Regions from separate parts of the Anas platyrhynchos genome. Here region 2 is linked to region 1. A link is a contact called in public Hi-C data. All regions are on one chromosome and are shown on one strand. Each heading gives the region's core, a stretch centred on a gene start, on an enhancer-like site or on the middle of the called end of the contact. The rest is flanking DNA. Distances are from core to core; before and after follow the strand shown.

Region 1 (3,129 bases), core at 470-2,969:
TTAGAAATTGCCTCTTGCAGTTTATAATAACTTTAATTTTTTGTCTTAATTTATCCAAAAAAGAAGCAACGAGTCAAAACAGAATTCAAATGCGGGTTTGTAAGGCACTTGTAGGTGACCTTTGTCTTCAGGTGCGCACATCCTCAAACTCTCCAGCATTATACACAGAATAGAGCTTAGTTGCAAGTTTTAATGGGTAGATAATTAGATGAGGAATGAATTTTGTCAAATGCTTTTGTGTAATCCACTGTCTATGTAAACTGATCTGTTTTGATTAAAAGGTAAGATTATTTTTTTGACAGATGACTTCTCCCCTTCAAACCCCCAAGAGAAAGCGTATCATGGATTATGCTGTATTAGGTGATAGTTCACATTCTGGAAATGTTGCTTAGCTTTGGCATTTGGTTAATAGCCATTGATTATCACTTTTGCAAGGAGATGGGGTCAATGCAAGTTACCCTGCAAGACTACATTTGGACTACTAAGTGGCTGAGAACTACCTTCGTACCTTCTGCAATTACTCCTTGCTTATGAAAAAAGCCCCTAATAGGCAATCCATGCCATTTAGAGACAAGCACACATGGTGCTGTGTCAAATGCAGGATTTAAGTCCACCTTGTAGATACTAAGTGGTTATTGGACTTGCAGATAAATGCTGAAATGACTGTTAAGTTGTGTGGTGCCTTGGCTGCATGCTGTCGACAAGAAGGAGGTGGGGGAATGACTTAAAACAAGGGAAGTTTCAACTTCCAGAAAGCATGACTTGCTAAGCTCATGTTCTGGAACAGCTGCTGGAAAGTGGCACAGGAGATGCAGTTACATGCCGTGCATCACTCAGCTTTAGCATCCAGATCCAGTCCAGCTTATTTCCTATTTACACGTACACGATTTGTACAGAGCTTGGGAGAGGTGCAGCTCTGCCCCTTTGTTCACCTTACCTGTGTTATATTTTTTGAACATGTTATGTCCTCAGCAATGGTAATGCTGCTGCAAACTGATAGGGTCATGGAGGATGTCATTAAGGTGGACATTTTAGGTGTGTTTTGGTTTTTATTTGGGGGAATGAATGGTGAAACAGCAAAGGATTTCACCTATTAAGCCGTCTTGGCTTAATATTTCGATTCCAGATGGTATCAATGTAACAACAAGCATGCATCAAATACCCACATGGAGACAAACTTCTGCAGCTTTTGCTTATATGATGTATACCCAATTTTTTAACTGTCCTCTGTGTTAATGCGTGTGATAATCTTTAACATTTAATTGTACAGATTGGTTGCATGAGGCCTTTACATTCCCTTGGAAAAACATTTCTCGCTACTTACAGTTTATCAGTTAGACTAATACGTGTGTTACTTGTGTTACATGTGCTACATATGTGGTGTTACTTCAGCCTATATCCATATTTCATACATGAGTTTATAAATACTACCTCCGTGTGTCTCTGATACAGCGTATTTCTAATAGCAGTGACCTAAACTCATCGTCGGTGTCTCAGCATTTTGTGTTCTCTTGTAAAAGCGATTACATCCCACTTCAGGAAACTGCCACGAATGCATGTGTATTTTGGAAAAGAAAGCATTTTATTACAGATTTTTAATCATCTTGTTAACTGGGTTCTGTGGTGTTTTGATCTCTTTTCAGCTGTAAGTTACTGACCTGGGTCACAGATAAGAAAAGCAGATGTTGGGACACTTGATCAGCAGCGCTGCGCGTGGGTCCGTGTGAAGCCTTACCGCTGATAGCTGTGAGTCAGCGGAGGGCGTCCCACTGAAAGCTTCTCTCTGTTTGCTTGCAGACAACCAGTCCGATGCGGAGACACCCACCACAGGAAACGAAGTCTTGGACCTGACCTCCTGCGAGAAGGAACAGCCAGAGGAAGTAACAGAGCTACCAGGGAGTGAGTGCAGCCCCAAGGAGGAGCAAAAGGCTGACTCCCCTCCGGCAGAAGAGGACGCTGAAGAAAAAGCAGATGAATATGAAGAGGGCCCTGAAGAAGATTCTGTAAGTAACAAAAGTCTTGACCTCAATTTTGCCAGCAAATTAATGGACTTCAAGCTGGCAGAGAGTGACCAGAGCACAGGCAGCAGTTCTCAGACTGAAAAGAAACATGCCTGTGATGTTTGTGGCAAAACCTTCAAGTTTGCTGGCACTCTTAGCCGTCACAAAAAGGCCCACATTCGTGAGGACAGAAAAGATGAAAGGAGCAGTGAGGATGAAAGCAAAAGCATCCAGGATGATGCAGGTGCTCCCTTGATGCAGGACTCTGGTCTTGAGCAGGAAGAGTCTCCGATGGACTTGAAGGTAGTGGAGTCTCCTGTGGACTGTGAGGCAACAGGAAAGGAGAATGAAGAGAGCGAAAGCATCTCTGAGGGGGAAGGCACAGAGAGAAAGTCCACTGAGAAGAGCAGTGATGACAAAAAAACAAAGACTGATGGGGCTAAGAGTACTGCAAAAGCAGACAAAAGAAAGAAAGTCTGTACTGTGTGCAACAAGCGTTTCTGGTCCCTGCAAGATTTGACGCGACATATGCGGTCTCATACAGGTAAGAGGAGATTTCAAGGCAGAGCAGATTGCAAGCCAGTCTGCCACCAGAGTGGTGCATCTGCTCTAGAGGTGCACGATTACTGCTAGCACTCGAGGTTGGAGACGCTGCTTTTAGTCCTGCAGGTAGCTGCAAGGTATCTTCTCTGCCCCAATCTCCATGCTGCATACAAAGCCTGTTAAGGGAGCAGGAATAGTCACAACACTGCCTTATCTTCAGTTCCCAGTTTTCCCCTATGCTTACTTAGAGTGTTCAGAGGTGAAGGCAGATATGGAGAGCTCCACACAATTGTTCTTGTCCAGTTTCTCACTCCCTTCTCACAGTGTGTGCATGGCTCTACCTCTTCCCAGTATTACTCCTCCCAGTATTTTGATGAGCAGTGAAGAAACATGGCAGTACATGATAAGACTTCTCTGAGCAGAAGTTGAAAGAAAGAGGGTTTTTGTCTGATTGTCAGACATGCTACTCTGCTGATGATGTGCATGACCTGCTGCCTGAGTGAAAGGCACAGCTACAATTGGCACTCTGCTTTTCCTTCAAACTTGGGCAGAGAAAGTGGAATACAGGTAGTAAAGTCTTTGTCTC
Region 2 (3,165 bases), core at 236-2,735, 42 kb after region 1:
CTTTCACCTGCCTTCCAGGGAGTGCTACACAGCATCTAGAAAACTGCATCCAGTCTTGGATCTTCCCAACCCAGAGAAGATACCAACAAAGCTGGAGTAAATTCATCAGGGTCAGCAAGATAGGTAGGGATCTGGAGCACTTGTCTTGCTCAGAGAAGCTGAGGGAACTGGGCATACTCAGCTTCTGGGGGACCTGGTAGCTGCCTGCCAGTGCCTATAACAAGCTGACACAGAGGAGGCAGCTAGGCTGTTCAGTGTTACATGGTAAGAGGACGAGGACCAAAAAACTGAAGCAAGAAAGGCTCAGACTGGTTAAAAAGAAAATGATATCCCTGTGACGGCAGTCAAGCAGTGGAGCAGGTTGCTTGCGAGGGGCTGTTGCAGTCTCCGTCCTTGTTGTTGTTGTTTCTTTTTATTATTTTTTATTTTTATTTTTATTTTTAAACCTAAAGAATTAAAGCCGTGAGTGGGCTGCTCTGACTCACAGCTTACCCTGTTTGAGCTGGAGGGGACCTTCTGAGGTTCCTTCCACCCTGCATTGCCCTGTGATCCCGTGCTTGCAGTGAATGTGAAGGGCATGCTTTTGGCTCACTGTCAGCCAGTCCGCAGAGCTGGGCCTTGTGGTGACCTCACATGCTTCTAGTGAGGGTTGAGCACTTGGAGTTCATTTGGAGTCCTGTTTGGGCTTTATTGTATTAAAGACTTGAGTTTAGTATTTCAGAGTATATTAAGCCCCTTTTCAATCAATTTATTTTGCAGACAACAAAGACCATAACTGGTGTTTTAGGAACCACGAATCGATGCCCTTAGCAGAAATAAGCTGCCACTTCCCAAAGCCAAGAGGGCTCGAAGACACAAGATGGTGAAGGGCCTGGGACACAAGTCCTGTGAGGAGCAGCTGAGGGCACTGGGGTTGTTTAGTCTGGAGGAGACTCAGGGGAGACCTTATTGCTCTCTACAGCCACCTGAAAGGAAGGTGTGGGGAGCTGGGGGTTGGTCTCCTCACAGGTAACTAGTGATAGGACTAGAGGGAATGGCCTCAAGTTGCACCAGAGGAGGTTTAGGTTGGCAATGAGGAGACATTTCTGCTCAGAAAGAGCAGTCAGGCACTGGGACGGGTTGCTCAGGAGGTGAAGGCGTCACCGTCCCTGGGGGTGTTCAAGGAGAGGTTGGACGTGGTGCTTAAGGACATGGTGCAGTGGGTGGCATTGGCGGTGGGGTGACGGTTGGACCAGGAGATCTTGGAGGGCTTTTCCGACCTTAATGATTCTTAGATGTTTATGGCTACATCATATGGTACTATACAGACACACCACAGCCGTTTACTCCCTGTAAACTCCACCACAGAAGCCCCGTGGCTATAACCCTATTCGGTCACACAGCCCCACAGCCCCGCGGCTCCCTGATGGAGCGAACCAACGCCCCGCCCCTCCCCGCCCTCACGCGCTGCCTCCCGCCGCCATTTTGCCGCGAGGAGCCCGCCCCCCTTTCCCCTCCGCCCCGCGCTCGCTCTCGGCCGTTTCTGTCCCTCCGCCGCCGCCGTAGCGGGCGGGCGGGCGCGGGGCGCAAGATGGCGGGGCCACGCGCAGCCGGCCGCTGCCCGCCCGTGCCCGGGCAGTTTGACGACGCCGACGGCTCCGACGGGTACGGGGGGGGGGGAGGCTGGTAAACTCGCAAAATTTATAATTTATACTTGGGATAAACATACTAAATTTTGTATTTTTATGACTTATCCGAGCGCGTATGTGTTTGAAGGGAGCTTACGCAGGACGCAGAGGCAGCCGCGGAGGGTGGGGGCGCTGAGGATCCCCAGTCACGTCTGCGCGAAGGAGGCGATAACGGTGATAACGATGATGATGATGATGGAGAAGAGGAGGGCGATGATGACTGGGACTGGGATGACGAGATGGGAAGGCTCACGAAGTGCCACGCTGCTGGGTGCAGCCCGCAGGTACGGTGAAGGCTCTTCGGGAAGCACCAAAGGTACCCAAAAGGAGATGGGGCTCATTTGGGGGCGTTGTTCTGTGTTAACGTTATGGGGAGCATAAATCCAAATGGAAAACTTACCTTGAGAGCATCACCTTTCCTTGCGTCTATTCCTGTGTATAGCCAGGCCTCTGCTTGACCTCCTTGTCCCAAACCCTGCTGCTGGATGCTTCTTGGCTCTGCAGTTTTTCTCCTGTTCCTTAGCTTCCTTAGCCTTCTCTTTGTCTGTCCCAGTCTTTAGCGATGTTGCTTTTTGTTTATTTGTTTGTTTTTGGAATTTGTCTTTTGTGATTTTGAGCATCTTCCCCGTTCTTTCCATTGAATTTTAAGACAGCAGCTGCTCAACATGCCCAGGATGAAATTTTTGTTTGTTTGTTTGTTTTGGACCATGTTTTGGTTCAACACCTAGGGGCAGCTAGGTACCATGCAGCCACTCTCTCACTCCCTGTCAGCAGGACAGACTTTGGGGGGAGGACAACAACCCTGAGGGTTTGAGACGAGAGTATTTAGACAAAAGGAAAAGGCAAATGTCCTTTGGAAGGAAAATGAGAAAAAAAAAATCTTTACTTCCCATCAGGAAGCAATGTTCAGACACTTCTTGAAAAGCAGGGCCTCACTAAGCATGGTGGTTGCTTGGGAAGACAAACAGTTTTATAGCAGGAGTCCCTCTTCTCTCCCCCCAGCTTTTTCTGAGTATGAAGTCTTCCAGTATGGGATATCCCTTCAAATAGTTAAGGTCACTGCCCTGGCAGTGTCCCCTCCCTGCTTCTTGACTACCCCAGCCTGCTGGTATTTTGGGGGGAGTTGGAGAGGCAGCCTTGATGCTGTGCCTGTGCTGCTCAGCAATAGCCAAAACACTGATGTGGTATCAATATATTTTTAGCTACAAGTGCAAGGCACAGTACTGGATGGGCTGTTGTGGTGAAAGCTTAACTCCATCCCAGACAGACCCAGTACTGACTAATGGTACAGGAGGTGAGGGGAAGTGCTGGAAGTGGATGGATTTAGAGTATGTGCTGTTGGTTTAGAAACTTGAGTTGTGCAGAATGAAAAGCACACAATGCGAGAACCAGAGAACCGGCTTCTTTGTCCTCAGCTTGGACAGCAGAGGTTTAAAATCTTTTTTTTTTTTTTTTTTTTTTATACATTGGTACCAGCAGAACAGAATAGTTGAGAGGA

What was found. A called contact is a pair of places that touch in the nucleus more often than the background predicts.
Region 2: a contact with region 1 is called in a Hi-C map of skeletal muscle, with 2.9 times the contacts expected there. The contact joins the promoter of RIOK1 here to the enhancer-like site in region 1. A contact is called at or near these places in 2 of 8 Hi-C or Micro-C datasets (liver and skeletal muscle).

Annotation. Positions count from the first base shown.
Region 1 is chr2:90,010,137-90,013,265 of IASCAAS_PekinDuck_T2T, forward strand. It overlaps RREB1 (ras responsive element binding protein 1), which reads left to right. Exons shown (of 12, transcript XM_038175425.2): 11 at 1,798-2,544. Among named protein-coding and RNA genes, the nearest start is that of SSR1, 28 kb to the right of the region's middle. Within about 2 kb of position 1,720, at least 6 of the 8 cell types and tissues checked have an H3K27ac peak or open chromatin away from gene starts, as enhancers often do.
Region 2 is chr2:90,052,094-90,055,258 of IASCAAS_PekinDuck_T2T, forward strand. It overlaps RIOK1 (RIO kinase 1), which reads left to right and starts at 1,486. Exons shown (of 17, transcript XM_038175152.2): 1 at 1,486-1,644; 2 at 1,756-1,951. The coding sequence starts at 1,571.